Linked DNA regions of Zea mays: region 1 is linked to region 2. Evidence: chromatin contacts called from public Hi-C data. All regions are on one chromosome and are shown on one strand. The core of a region is the stretch at or near the end of the contact, and the rest is flanking DNA. Distances in the headings are between cores, read along the strand shown.

Region 1 (2,700 bases), core at 58-2,557, 44 kb before region 2:
ACGTGGCCACCAGGACGGCGCTGTCGTCCGCGCTGCGCTGCACCTTCTTCTTCACCGGGCACGACGGCGCGAGCGAGCACCGGAAGTAGGCGCGCGGGCACGGGTTGTCCTTGGTCACCTTCTGCCCGTACTTGCGCCACTGGTACCCGTCCTTCACCACCTGTTTCGTCGAACGCGAGCGGGACGACGAGTTAGTTATATACTTATATAATATCTAGTTGACCGATCTAATTACGCGCGCGCGCGCGAGGAAGGCGCCGCGCGATGGTTAACGACGACGACGAGCTGGCTTGTCTAGTCGGGGTATATCCGCCGTTACTTACGAGGCTGAGGTCAGAGGGGTCGGCGTGGACGAATCGCCGGGACACCTTGGGCTTGCGCTCCGCCTCCCGGATGCGCCTGGCCGGCTCGTGGTGGTAGGCGGCGGCGGCTGCGACGATGGTGACGGCGGCCGACGTGCACTCCATCTGGTCGGGGCCGGGGGCGGGGGCGGCCGCGTACGGCGACGGCGGCTTGCGGTTGTGATGCTGGGGCGCGGTGTCGAGGCTGTCGCTCCGGACCGGCCGCTTCCTGGACGGCGAGCCGGCCGCGGAGCCGCCGTCGTCGGACGACGCGGAGGACTGGCGGTTGGCGGCGGCGGCGGCGGCGCTGTTGCCCGCCGTGGACACCACCGGCGCCGCCATGCCGTTGACCTGGCCCTGCAGCTCCGCGTACTTGGCCACCACCGCCCGGAGCATGTCGCTGAGGCGCCTGTTCTCCTCGCCGGCTCGCCGGAGCTCCGCCTCGAGCGCCTGCACCTGCACCTCTCGGTCTTTCTTGACGGCCAGGAAGTCCTCCTCGACCAAGACCTCGGCGGTGGTGGTGGTCGCAGGCGGCCTCGCCGCCGTCGGAAGGCCGACGTTGAGGTCCAGGCTCAGGGAAGGCTGCCCGATCCACGGGTCCATGGGCGCCGCCGCGAGAATCGCGTAGTACAGCAGCCCAGACGTACGTGCGTCAGGATCAGGAGCAGGAAACGGGTCAGAGGTGGCGGGAAGGGGGACAGCTAAGGAAGGAAGGAGAGGAGGAAGCTGAGGAGTCGCGCTTGTGCATGGATGGATGAGAGGGGCCGTGGCTCCAGCAGGGCAGGCAAATATATAGGCAGTGGAGGAAGGAGGCTGGACTGATGAGTGGCTGGCTGGGCGGAGAGCGACGGCTAGTTCCGGGACCTGGGTGGGACTTGGGAGACGAGACGAAGCATCATGGGACGACCGGGGACAGAACATATCAAAAGAGCTGGGGTGGATCAGTGAATGTGATGACGAGGCCATTGTTCCGGATTATAATACGTACTGTACTACGTGGATTAATTAACAGGACATCTATCCCAGCGGAGTCGATGCGGCCTATGCTATGCCTGCCCTTATTGTGTCGCTTTAAACTAATCTTCTGGACTGCAGCAGTGTGGTGGCGGGGCTGGACTGGACCAGGCCAGCCGGTTGGGAGAAGCGAGAAGACAGGGTCGCCACCAGGGTCAAACGAAAAAAAAAACACCAGAAGATTACTTACGGTTACGCGTGGGGGGAGGCTTGGCACTCTCGAACTCGAACGCAGGAGGCCGGATTAGCGTGCTGACGAGCAATCCTCATTACGCACGCAATTAGCCCGGCCGGCCGGTTCTCTCTTGCTTTTGTGTTTAGGAAAGAAAGAAAGAAAGAAAGAAAGAAAGAAAGAAGAGGCCTCGCGGTTCATTGGACCTGGACCCGGCACGCAGTAGCTAGAGGGGCAGTCGGAAGGAGACTCAGCATTGACGAGGAGGACGCACTCGCGGTCGCAGCCGCAGAGCAGGCGGGACTTGGACCTGGCGCGACGCCTTGCTGGTTGGTTGCCAAGAACGAGTTGGCTTGATCTCTTCGCACGGGGACAGCTAGCCAACTAGCCGGCCGGAGGTCGAGAGCAGGACGGAATGGGTAAAGCTGGGCAACAAACCGCAGTTGATCCTTTCCTGAAAAGGGGACTACGTTTCTTGGATCCGAAGATCAGATCAATGCAGGCCAGAGTACGGAACACTTCCACGACGAAAGGTTTTTTTTTTTTTTGAAAGAAGACGAGGAAACGGTATTAGAGTCTGTCCGCTGAAAAGGAATGAGCTGTGGCCATCATCTATCAGTGCGGTAAAAGCCTAAAAGGAATCCATTCATCGCCATATATGATATATACAGTGATCTTAAGACAATTTATGATTCGTGACAGTACAGTCAGTAGTAGCAATCCATGTTTCCGGAGTCAACAGGATCCGGCCGGCCGGTTTCCTAATTAACCGCCGCCGTTTGGTTGGAACGAACGAGAGAAGCCGTATCGGACTGTGCTCACGTCATGACGTCAACATGTGAACTGGACCGCAGCCGCCACGTCCTGTCATCTGAAACTTTTGTTGGGAGAGGTGGTGCATGCATGAGCCCAACGGAACTCTCAAGCACCGTCTTCACATTTGGCACGCCGCACCGCAAAGTCCGCAGGAATCTAGACATCTAGTACTACACACTAGTAATCCGCGTCAGCTTTTTTATTTATTTTTATTTTGGCACGAGGCCACCTGATAAAGTGGTAAAAACAGACTTTCTATATCGGGGTCTCTGTAATCTTCCACGAGTGGGAAAATAGAAAGTCTGTTTTTACCACTTTATCAGGTGGCCGCCTTGTATGGATTAAATCAGTCATGGG
Region 2 (2,700 bases), core at 132-2,631:
TTTGTGATTGTGAATGTGAATGTGTATATGTGCATGAATCTGTTTTTGTTTTGTAAATGTCAGATTTTTTAAAAAACAGAATTTTGTGTAAATTCTGTAATTTGTTATGTCCGACGGCCTAGTGGTAGCCGTCGGACATAACACATGGTTTTGTCCGACGACATTAACTACCGTCGGACATAAGGGATGCTTATGTCCGACGGCCTAGTGGTAGCCGTCGGACTTAATCTTGTGGGGCCCACATTCCGACCGGTAAAACGGTTGGGATTTGTTATCTCCGACGGGCACACGCAGCCGTCGGAGATAGCTTATGTCCGACGGCTGCCGTCGGACATTGCACTATTTCCGACGAGTTATCTCCGACGGCTTAAAGCCGTCGGAGATAAGGCTTTGCCGTCGGAAATAATCTATTTCCGACGGTTTATTCCTTACGTCCGACGGTTTTGACCGTCGGACGTTTCTCCGTTTACTGTAGTGTATACTACAATTGCATATGGTCTCAACTGACAAGATTGCTAATCAGTTAGTTGGGGGTGGGGGGAGAAACGGAATTATTCGGTCCACCTGGAGAGAGAGATACCTTAGCTAACGTGTAGCGAGGACTTGTGCGAATTCAAGGTTAGCAGGCAACGTGCGTTACAGTGGTGTGTTGCACGCATTCAAGGGGTTAGACAATATTATAGGCACGACGACGCACGTTTCGTGTGCTAACTAATTATCGTACTACGTACTGGATTAGTCAAGCGCCTGCGTTACATGCATGGACGACCGGATGGGATGTCGATCGGATCATCAGCCTCTGACAAGTCGTAGTCGTAGTCTCCTGGGTCGGTGGGTCCTGGGTCCTGGCGGTTGGTGCATGCAGAACAAGAATAATACTAGTATACTAGGAGTACATGCTTACTGACCGTTACTACGTGGGTTTTATTTATACTGACCTGACCACCACTAACTAGTACTATAGGTAGTACTAGTAGTAAATAAGGAATCAGCGACGACCACGTGCGCACACGACTCCTGACTTGGGCCAATTTGCAGGGCACTAACAGCAAACGCAGTCTGCATGCATGCATGCATGGATTGTCACTCTGTATGTACATGCAGTGAGTGAACCAACACTGCGGCCGGCCGGAAGACAACGACAGGCGACTAGGCGAGGACGGAAAAATGCGTGTGCAGCTGCATGCATGCATTGCATGGAGTGTCGTTATGGATTGGCAGGGCAGCTACCTATGAGGCGTTCTCTTCTCAATTCTCATCTACTAGCTTCTGAGTAGCCGCAGGAAGAGGGAGGCGAAAGCGACGGCCGGAGGTGTAGCAGCCGCCGTCGGTACGTAGTGGGACTACTGCAGCTGCAGGACTGGGCAGTGGGGGCGTGCGTTCACACGGACTTCGACCCGCGTGTCGTCGATTCCCTCACTTTTCCCGCGGCGGCTTGGGGTGCTGCCTGTTTGGTGCTTGCCTGCTTGGTGCCTGCTGCTCCTTGTCCTTGGCGCGTGCTGCAGCTGCCTCTCCATGGCTCCAGAGCCCCCACGCCATCGCTGTCGCCGTAGTTGCCTGGGTTGTTTCTCCACTCGTGCGTCCGCCCGTCGTCGTCGTTGACGTGAGATCCACGTCCTTCTTCCTCCTCTCCTAAACAAACTAAGGATGCTCGTCGGTCTCGTATGGCAACTGTCAAGGAAGGATCAAGCGGTGGTAACTGATGACTGACCGGCGGGCCGGGGGGTACTGAAGAAGCAGGCTGAAAGGGACGAGCAAATAAATGGGAGCCTGGAGCCGATCTGGACTAGTGACTAGTCCGGTCGAGACGTCGACGTGTAGTTACTGTACGAGTGTACTACTGCGACCGCGGGAGTATTATATATATATATATATACACACACACGTAGCGGCTCGCGACCTAGCGCTGTCTGGACCTGTCCACCCGCGCGTGAAAGATTTTCATAATGTAATAATGTAACGGGGCGATATGCGCGCAGTGCCACAATAATAAGGCATGTCCACGGTTACCTATTACAAGTTTATTATTTGCAGCAAAAAAATATATGTACGTATGCATCTAGCTGGCAGATTTTGATTCAGGCGTCCGTGTTTCAGGTTATTACCTTTGCAATTTTTATTGCCATGTAAAATAATCTAGTAGGGTTAGTATATACATATCATGTACTACTGTTGTTAATTACCTACCATTAATTTCCGTTTCATTAGACTTTTCTGATCGGAGAATGTATATATATTATTTTCCAAGTCCAAATCCTTTTCCAAGAACATAATAGTGCCTATAAAATTGAATTCGCCAAAAGAAAAAAAAACAAATAAGAAGTCAAGGCAGACCAAACCGAAACATGTTATATATGGAAATGAATTTGCACATCGATTTTTTATATATCGAATAATAGGTTGTGTGTCACATGGACGTTCGTGTGATCTGCTTCTCAACAGAATCTGACGGAAGTTCAAGCGCACAATACACATATATAATATCGGTGTAGGTATATATGCCATCATCGAATCATAGCAATTTAAAAATAGCCTGCCACTTATTTATTGTAAGCAGCTTTCCGAACTGGATAAGCTTCCATCGACCACCATTGTATACCTGAAGAGAAAAGCCTCGTCCCTCTACGAGCAGCGGACACGTGTGTTTCATTTAATTACGTGTAAATAGCTGATAGTAGATGGGTAGAAGGACTCAAAGGA

Evidence for each region. Hi-C and Micro-C count contacts between places; a contact is called where the count stands out from the background.
Region 1: a contact with region 2 is called in a Hi-C map of bundle sheath, with 5 times the contacts expected there. The contact joins the promoter of LOC103629700 here to the enhancer-like site in region 2. A contact is called at or near these places in 5 of 25 Hi-C or Micro-C datasets (bundle sheath, endosperm, leaf and 1 more).

The regions. Positions count from the first base shown.
Region 1 is chr6:106,222,189-106,224,888 of Zm-B73-REFERENCE-NAM-5.0, reverse strand. LOC103629700 (WRKY transcription factor WRKY28) reads right to left here and starts at 1,307. Exons shown (of 2, transcript XM_008650811.2): 1 at 324-1,307; 2 at 1-160. The coding sequence starts at 1,307.
Region 2 is chr6:106,178,407-106,181,106 of Zm-B73-REFERENCE-NAM-5.0, reverse strand. No RefSeq gene overlaps it. Among protein-coding and RNA genes, the nearest start is that of LOC103629700, 44 kb to the left of the region's middle. Within about 2 kb of position 1,381, at least 18 of the 20 cell types and tissues checked have an H3K27ac peak or open chromatin away from gene starts, as enhancers often do. A contact at or near this core is called in bundle sheath, leaf and leaf mesophyll, where this site is marked.